Linked DNA regions of Sus scrofa: region 1 is linked to region 2. A link is a contact called in public Hi-C data. All regions are on one chromosome and are shown on one strand. Each heading gives the region's core, a stretch centred on a gene start, on an enhancer-like site or on the middle of the called end of the contact. The rest is flanking DNA. Distances are from core to core; before and after follow the strand shown. Region 1 holds the start of ACADM (acyl-CoA dehydrogenase, C-4 to C-12 straight chain). Region 2 holds the start of RABGGTB (Rab geranylgeranyltransferase beta subunit).

Region 1 (4,862 bases), core at 1,544-4,043, 41 kb before region 2:
TCTTAACTAATGACTCAGCCAAAACACTCAGTCTCCTTCAGCTCAGCAAAACCTGGTATCTTTCCACCACACCACCCCTCAATACTGTTAGACTGGTTGGGTATTTTGCTGGTATCTTTCAACCAGCCCTCACTCCAAGTACCTTTCAAGTGCGGGGGCCAGGTACCTGTTACACACTGCCAAATAAAACTCAGGATCATCAACCAAGATGAGGATTTAAGAACCAGTAGAGGGAGTTCCAGTTGTGCTGCAGCAGAAACAAATTGGACTAGAATCCATGAACCCACTTCCATTCCTGGCCTCGCTCAGTGGGTCTGGGATCTGGCATTGCCATGGGCTGTGGTATAAGGTGCAGGCACAGCTCATGTCCCACATTCCTGTGGCTGTGGTGCAGGCTGGCAGTTGTAGCTATAATTCCACCCCTAGCATGGGAACCTCCATATGCCTCAGGTACAGCCTCAAAAATACAAAAAAAAAAAAAAAAAAAAAAAAATTATATGTAGAGATAATAAATGAGTAATTATTTGTCATGGAAATTAGGTTAGAAAGTTTTGAGGAAAAAACTAAAAATTAAAAAGGTATTTTACAAAAAGGAAAAGATCTTCAATTAAGTCACCAAACAATAGGTTCCAGAAGAGTTTTCAAATAATATCAGGTATCATAGATTCAAATTTTGAAAATTGCAAACACTTTTCCTTTAGATTAGATATGCAATGAGTGACACTGTAACAACTGGACACCCACATTCATTTTTTTTTTTTTTTTTGTCTTTTTGCTATTTCTTGGGCCGCTCCCATGGCACATGGAGGTTCCCAGGCTAGGGGTCCAATCGGAGCTGTAGCCACCGGCCTACACCGGAGCCACAGCAATGCAAGATCCGAGCCGCGTCTGCAACCTATACCACAGCTGACGGCAACGCCGGATCGTTAACCCACTGAGCAAGGGCAGGGATCGAACCCGCAACCTCATGGTTCCTACTCGGATTCGTCAACCACTGCACCACGACGGGAACTCCTATTATTGTCACATTAAATGTAGGTGATTCTCTTTACAAGCTGAAGTTGCCAGATAGACAGCTGTCAAAGTGGATGGTTTCTTTTCACAGATTTTGAAAAACATAAACAAGTTCAGTTTAGTGATGGGCATATGTGTGACTTTGTAGTTTCTGTTCATTTTTTCTGTGCTTAAAACGTTCAGAATAAGAAACTGGAAAAAAAGAAGACATGCATAGCCAAATCCAATCCATTTCAAACAGTCCATTTTATGCTTTACCTACCTCTTTGAGGGCTTTTCTTGTAGAGTCCAGGACAAACTGACTTATCCCTTTTCCAAGTTTTTCTGGTACGTTTTTTTTTTTTTTTTCAAGGATTGCACCTAGGCAGCATAAGGAAGGTCCCAGGCTAGGGGTCAAATCAGCACTACAACTGCCAGGCTATGCCACAGTCACGTGGGATCCGAGCTTGGTCTTTGACCCACACTACAACTCACAGCACAGCAGGATCTCCCACCCACGGAGCGAGGCCTGGGATTGAATATACATCCTCATGGATACCAGTCAGATTCATTTCCGCTGTGCCACAAAGGGAGCTCCTCTCCGGTACTTTTAATTTAGCATTTAACAGTCTGCCTTGTCCCGGTCCAAATAAATACATCATATATTTCCGGAAGACAAAGTGTAAGGTTCTGGTAGAGGGGTACAATAACAGCATATAGAAAGTGAACACCTGTCTTAGATTTATTTTGAGACAGTCTTTACTAGTCAAGAGTTGTTAGTAACAAGATTTAGGGGGGAGGGATGAGAGCCTAAATTAGGATGGAAGCAATAAAAATAAAAAGTTCTGGGAATTCTGGAAAACGTTAATACTCTTCATTTACACTTGGCTTCCATTAGTTTTCACAAACAGACATCCAAGCCTGGACACCTTTACAAATCCCCTGGCTTTGTAACATCACCTTTACAAATCCCCTGGCTTTGTAACATCACAGTTATCTCTAACTGGGAGAGCGACTTTAAATAGAATTCTTCAAGCATTTATTTCCAACTCGCTAAGCTAGGAGCTTTTAGATAAGGCTTCATCTTACACCCTTGTTTCCAAAACCTTTCTCCACACCCACACACGTAAACAGTAATAGACAGCCCTAGGGCTATTTGTAAAATCAAATTTACTTAAGTGATTCAGATTCCCACTGTTTAAATTTTAAGCACAGAACAGTCTTCGCCTTGAGTCCAGCAATGTGAACTTTTGGCTCCTTAAAGCAGAAGCGATCTGGGTGGGTCAGAGAGTAAAAAAAAGTCAAGTTCGAAAGCCCGGGGGCTGTCTTTGCGCCAGGATCCTGGTCACTGCCCTTTGACCCAGATTCTTCGCCAGCCTACCGGCCCCCTCTTAATCCTCGCCTCCGCCGCTTCCTCCCCCTCGCGGTTCCATCTCCGCACCGCTGGCAGCCTCCGCTTCTCCCCAAGAGGGCGGGTAGTCTGAACTCAAAGGCCTAGTGGGAAGCGGGGCCTCTTCAGGAACCACCTCTGCGGAAGAGTCAGGCCCCAGAAGCGCGCCAGACCCCTTCCCAAGATGGCGCGCACGGCGTAGGCGAGGCCAAGAGTGAGCGTTCAGCTAAATCCCGCACACTCAGCGGGTTCCGTCTTCCACGTCCCTTTCAAAGACTCTCTTCGCAGGCCCCGCCCCCTCCCGCCCCAGAGCTCGGTGCGGGTGGGCGGGGCCCGGTGAGTCATGCGACCAAATTTAAGCGGTCTTGACCCAGAGGGTGGTTTAGAGATTGAGTCACCGGACCGGTTGGCGGCATGGCAGCGATGTTTAGGCGAAGCTGCAGGGTGAGAGGAAGGGCAGGGCTCGGCGGGGTGGGGAATGGAGGTTGCGATGTTTGGTGAGGGGGACCTGGACCGAAAATAGGTGCGGTCGGGGTGGGGGGAGATTCTGCTTCCGGGGCGCCTTGGCTCTCCTTACCCAATCCCGGGCAGCGGCTGGGATTACAGGCCCTCGCCTGGCTTTCGCGCCCACCCTTCCTCTCATTGTGGGACTGAATACTTCTGGGGTTTTCGCTCTTAACTCTATCCCCTCGGCACCTGCTCTCTATGTAGGCGGCGTCCACTTTTCAGAATATCCTTTTTCTTTCTCTGGGCTGAGATCCTTCCAAAGATTTCCCATCCTACACCGAAGTACATCTATCTCCGAATTGGGCGGGGAATTACAGAATTACACCCAGTTTTTGCCGAACTAGAGTAGTATCTCGGAGAAAATTCTCTACCGGCTATCTCCAGCCTAGGACGGAAGTCATAAATTTCATTCTGCAATTGATGTATACTGGAAAGTGCACAACTCAGATGAACTTGAATCTTGGGTGTCTGCCAAGTCACGGGGAAAAGGAAAATGGAGCAGCTGCCCTTCAGGATATTTAATATGGTTAATAACACTTGGTTTTGTAAGAAGGAGAGGAACGCTTCCACATTGTGTGCCTTTACAAAAAGGGGGGATGGAGTTCCCTGGTAGCCTAGTGAGTTAAGGATTCAGTGTTGTCACTACTGAGGGGAAGGTTGATGCCTGGCCCTCTTTGTGCAGCAGGAGCAGCCAAAAAACAATTTTTTTTAAAAGAAAATCCTACAGCAGAATTTTTCTTAAAGCTTTTTGTATATCCTAGTGTTGTCTCCTGTTTTTTTTTGGGGGGGGGGGGGTTGGCTTCATTTACCCGGAGGCATATGGAAGTTCCTAGGCTGGGGTTGAATTAGAGCTGCAACACTGGATCCCAGCTGTGTCTTCACTACAGCTCACAGAATCGTCAGATCAATAACCCACTGAGCAAAGGCCAGGGTTTGAGCTCTTGTCCTTTGCTCATGGATACTGGTGGGGTTCATTACCACTGAGCTACAATGGGAACTCCCTCACAGACTTTAAATTGTTTGAGTTACTAGGTATATTTTGCTGTCTTAAATATTATTGATATAGTCACATAAGACTGCCACTTAAACTTCATTTTAATTAAGAAAGTTATGTCCTCGACCAAAATAGTAGCAGTTTTAGAGTTTAGAATAATTCTAATGCCTGTTGTCCAGTATTTGTCATTGCTGTATACGTTAATGGGCTCTGACAGCAGAAATTGGGGGAATTTTTTTTTTTTTTTTTTTTTTTAGGGCCACACCCAAGGCATATGAGAGTTCCTAGGCTAGGAGAAGTTGGAACTGTAGCTGCAGGCCTATGCCACAGCCACAGCAGCTAGGGATCTGAGCCATATCTGCACCCTACACCAGGTAGGATCCTTTAACCCACTGAATGAGGCCAGAGATCATACCTTAGTCCTCATGGATTCTAGTCAGCTTTGTTACCACAGAGCCACAATGAGAACTCCAGGCAGAAATTGGGGGATTTAAAAAATGATTTTAGGAGTCCCTGTCGTGGCTCAGCAGAAACAAATCCACGAGGTTTTGGTTTTATCCCTGGCCTTGCTCAGTGGGTTAACGATCCGGCGTTGCCATGAGCTGTGGTGTAGGTCGCAGTCTTGGCTTGGATCTGGCATTGCTGTGGCTGTGGTGTAGGCCGGCAGGTGTATCTCCAATCAGACCCCTAGCCTGGGAACCTCCATATGCTTCGGGTGCAGCCCTAAAAAGCCAAAAAAAAAAAAAAAAAAAAAAAAACCCTGATCATCTCATTAATTACCCAATATTGGCCCCATTTTCCAGGTTTGAAAAGAAGTTAATTGCAGGTCTCTGGGAATTGCCCTTGGCTTTAGCAACCTTTGTACTCAGTGTAACATGTTTTCCTAAAAAAACCATATAGAAATTTTTTGTAAATTATTTTAAATACAGTAATAATCCCTTATTTAAAGTCTTTCAGCTCACCATTTTACCTGTATTG
Region 2 (4,788 bases), core at 1,070-3,569:
CTTCCTGGTTCAGAGGGCTAAAAAAAATTGGCCTTGTCACTGCTAAGTCTCTGGCTATAGCTGTGGTTTGGATTAGAGCCCTGGCCAGGGAAATCTGCAAGCCCAGCCTGAGGCCAAAATCAATCAACCTAGCATTAACATGATTAACTTCTTAGAAGAATTCCAGTTATGGCTCAGCAGAAAGGAAACTGACTAGTATCCATGAGGACACAGGTTTGGTCCCTGGCCTTGCTCAGTGGCTTAAGGATCCGGCATTGCCAGGAGCTGTGGTGTAGGTAGCTCAGATTTGACCCCTAGCCTGGAAACTTCCATATGGCCCTTCTACAGGTATGGACCTAAAAAGAAAAAAAAACCCACAGAAAACCAGCATTTAACTGTGCTTTGACTGTGGGCAGAACAGCTCTCAGAGATTTCCAAGTTGCTCTTCCCAAGTTATAACATCTCAAATTTAACTCTAATAAAAAATTCCATATCTTTCTCAGATTGATATCTTTCTCAGATTGAGTGATTGATTTTTTGGCAGCACCATTTAACAAGATAGACTTTTTTTTTTTTTTTTTTGGTTGTGCCCATGGCATATAGAAATTTCTGGGCCAGGGACCAAACCCACACTGGAGCGGGGACTCAAACTGCTGCAGTGACAAGGCCAGATCCTTAACCTGCTGTGCCATAAAGGAACTTTCAAGGAAGACTTTTTGTGGTCTTTTGTCTATTCAGGGTTGCACCTGCAGCATGTGGTGCTAGGGTCCAATTGGAGGTGTAACTGCTGGTCTACACCACAGCCACAGCAATGTCAGATCCAAGCCACATCTGTGACCTACACCACAGCTCACAGCAATGCAGGATCCTTAACACACTGAGCAAGGCCAGGGATCAAACCTGTGAACCCACAGATAGTAGACAGGTTTGTTAACCACTGAGCCACGACAGGAACTCCAAAGAAGAATTTTTCTGGGGGGAGGGGTCTTTTCTGGGGCCACACTGACAGCATATGGAGGTTCCTAGGCTAGGGGTCGAATCCAAGCTGTAGCTTCAGGCCTAGGCCAGAGCCACAGCAGTGCAAGATCTGAGCCATGTCTGCAGTCTACACCACAGCTCACGGCAATGCCGGATCCTCAACCCACTGAGCGAGGCCAGGGATCAAACCCACAACTTCATGGTTCCACTGAGCCATGACGGGAACTCCCAAGGAATAATTTTTAAGATAAAAATTATTAGGGCTAGAAACATCATCACTTAATGATAAGTGGCTTGACTCACCAGAAATAGATAGTTCTAAACTTAACATGCATTTAGTAATACATGTTATCCTAGCCTCAAACTATACCTGGGGATAGCAATTGAACTAAGAGAGAAATAATGAAATCTATCATCATAGTGGATTCAATATTTTCTCAGTTATTGATAGCTCACACATATCTCTGCGTAAGGAATTCTTCCCCAAATTCTTACTTTTCAGGTTTTTTTTTTTCGTCTTTTGAGGGCCACACCCTTGGCATATGGACGTTCCCACGTTAGGGGTCTAATTGGAGCCATAGCTGCCAGCCTACGCCACAGGCAAGCCAGATCCCAGCGGAGCAAGGTCTGCGACCTACACCACACCTCCAGTGGAGGCAACGCTGGATCCTTAACCCACTGAGCGAAGCCAGGCATATAATCCACAACCTCGTGGTTCCTAGTTGGGTTTGTTTCTGCTTCGCCATGATGGGAACTCCTGAAAAAAAAAAAAATTTAAGAGTAGGTGCCAGTATTTTCTGGTAGGTGCTCAAAATACTTTTAAGGATTAAAGTCCTAAGAAAGCACAGTTACAAATAGCTGCATTAACACACCTAGCAAAGCTGAATTCGATGGAAAGCTTATAAGAAGCATAACGGTGTTTCCTTTTCAAAAACAATCTCCAAATATTGCAAATATTAGAACTTCCTGAAAGAGGAGGGAGTAGGTGAGAGTTAGCTAATAAGAGCTGAATGTGAATATTTATTGCACACGTAATTACGGTGCAACTCTATTTATTACCAGGCATTTCAAAGATCCTCAACAATAAACGATTTCTTAAAAGTTATGCAGATATTTAAACATTACTTAAAACAGTTTTAGATAAAACGGCGGTGTTTAAGGGACAAGAAAACGGGCTTAGAGACTTTAAGCACAGGCAGCGAGGACAGCCATGAGCAGCCGATGGGGTCCTAGAGCAGCCTCGGGATCCCTCTTTCCTTCAGGCGGGAATGTGGTCACCTAAGTCTGGGCGCGGAGGGGACCTGAGAGACGCTTCTGGGCAGGCGCGTGCTGCCTAAATCCGCCCACGAAAGAGCCAAGTTCTCTTTTCGCTGTCAGACATGGTGAGTGTGGACGTGTATTGCATTGCTGTCCGGATGGCTCGGGAGGAGCCTGGGAAGGGTGATATTAAGCATTTTAGTCACCGGTGGGTTGTTTACTAAATATTGGAGAATGGTCGCGTTAAGATAGAGGTCTTGGGAGTATTTTTGAGAGCGGGAGAGAGGGTGAAGTATTATTCAGCGTTTTCTGCAGGCCTTGCATGCGTCGTTGCCGCCTCTGATTTTATTCAGACTTCCTGCTATCGGTCGGGCCTCCTGGTTCAACAACCGGATTTCTTAATTTCCTCCTAAAAACTGGGCAAGTCGGTAGTACCTTTTTCCTTCTATATGTAGGTTGAAGCATATATATATATATATATATATGTATGCGTTAGAATTATTATCCAATGTAATAAATGGAGTAATAAAATTAAAAAAGAATTATTTAAGATCTTTAGAATGATTAGCGGTACGATCTTGTTGACCTAGTAAATTTTAATGGGCAATGGGCTAGACAAGAAATTGACTATTATTTTTTTGTTTTGTTTTGTTTTCTTTTTAGGGCTGCATCCATGGCATAGGAAAGTTACCAGGCTAGGGGTCCAATCAGAACTGTAGCTGCTGGCTTATGATACAGCCACAGCAATGTGGGATCCAGGCCTAATCTGCGACCTACACAACTCGGAGCAGTGCCTGATCCCTAACCCAATGAGGAAGGCCAGAGATCGAACCCACATCCTCATGGATGCTAGTTGGATTCTTTCTGCTGAGCCACAACGGGAACTCTGAGAAATTCACTATTTTATTATTGATAACTGTTGTGACCTACTTCAAATAAAACAGTAAAGTACAGTCTTAGATATAGATCAGAAATGTGGATAACTAGAGCAGCATTCTCGTCCCTTGGGGACTTGTTGCATTTGGGGAAACAGGCTAAAGCTGGAGAAGGTGAGTCTAAAGGGACTGCTTCCTTGATAAATAACCTTTGAGGTATATGGAAGGTGCTTCGAAGTTCCCAGAATTTATACAATTTCTAGAGTTAAACTTCATTAAAGCACTTAACTCAAATTATGGAATAAATAGATTTTTATTTTATTTTGGTGTTCTGTGTGAAAGATAAAGACAGATGAAGGTAGTATTTTTGGGTCGATGATGAGCTGGCATGTATTCTGAATCTAAAGTTGATTAGTACTACTTTAGCTCTAGAATTACTCTGAGACCTGAAAAATACTTGGATCTTTATGAAGGACTTTAGTGCCTTGGTTTTTCTTGGCCAGATAATTTTAAATTGAAAGTTTTCATTTGGCAACACGAAATAAAAAGTTCAGATGTATATTGAACACATGCTCTGGGGTCAAATATTAAGAGATAACTTATGAAATCAATTTATTGTGGAAGGGTACACCGCAGAAGGATGTCATTATCAAGTCAGATGCACCTGACACCCTATTCCTGGAGAAGCATGCAGATTATATTGCATCCTATGGCTCAAAGAAAGATGATTACGTATGTATGCTTTTATGTTGAAAAGTTTATACTCTTAAAGATGTAGACCATTCTGTAAATAGATCAGTATGGACCATGTTGGTATCTAACTCCTGCGTGCCAAAGCCTGAAGCTGTATCCTTGAGTATAGTGAATGCACCTTTGGATATCTGTTGAGGGACCATGGGAATTAACCATGTTTCTTACTTTGGTAGGCAAAGTAGATTCCCATTCGGCCCAGATCTGTATGAATTATGAAGTACGGACTAGATTACTATTTTTGTAGTTTAGACAATATTTTCAAGGTCAATGATGTGTTGGCATGTATTACCTGAGTTTACAGTGATGTGTAGTAACACTAAAGCTCTAGAATTACTCTGAGACCTTGAAAAAGTTCAGCCCTGAAGAATGGCTTTCCAAGTTTTCCTCTCTGGGACAGTCTTAGAAAAAATTAATGAACAACTTAATTGGAAGTAGATATTTTACCGGTGTAACAGTGGCTGTAGGGCTTTGTGTGTTCAGTATCTAAGCTGGCATCAATTCAAACTAACACAGTAAAGTAATTCTATATTTTAGGAATACTGTATGTCTGAATATCTGAGAATGAGTGGAATCTATTGGGGTCTGACCGTAATGGATCTCATGGGACAACTACACCGTATGAATAGAGAAGAAATTTTGGCATTTATTAAGTCGTGTCAACACGAGTGTGGTGGAATAAGTGCTAGCATTGGACATGATCCGCATCTTTTATATACTCTTAGTGCTGTCCAGGTAAATACTAAAAACTAAGCAGCCATGATAGTTTATTCTCTTACCTGAGAGTGGGGAAATTGAAACTAGGTATTAGGAAGGTGAGAGAAACCAGTATCTTTTCATATGACATCTATTCTACAAGGTCAATGATGTGATGGCATGTATTAGCTGAACCCGAAGTTGATGTAACTCTAAAATTACACTGAGACCTTGGTAAAGTATTTATTTTCAG

The links. A called contact is a pair of places that touch in the nucleus more often than the background predicts.
Region 1: a Hi-C map of skeletal muscle shows a contact between it and region 2, with 2.8 times the contacts expected there. The contact joins the promoter of ACADM here to the promoter of RABGGTB in region 2. A contact is called at or near these places in 1 of 5 promoter capture datasets (liver), 11 of 47 Hi-C or Micro-C datasets (alveolar macrophages, embryonic fibroblasts, epiblast stem cells and 5 more) and 2 of 2 datasets of contacts at active chromatin or transcription factors (alveolar macrophages and skeletal muscle).

Annotation. Positions count from the first base shown.
Region 1 is chr6:137,573,475-137,578,336 of Sscrofa11.1, reverse strand. ACADM (acyl-CoA dehydrogenase, C-4 to C-12 straight chain) reads left to right here and starts at 2,793. Exons shown (of 12, transcript NM_214039.1): 1 at 2,793-2,827. The coding sequence starts at 2,798.
Region 2 is chr6:137,531,663-137,536,450 of Sscrofa11.1, reverse strand. RABGGTB (Rab geranylgeranyltransferase beta subunit) reads left to right here and starts at 2,319. Exons shown (of 11, transcript NR_145513.1): 1 at 2,319-2,339; 2 at 3,714-3,821; 3 at 4,377-4,574.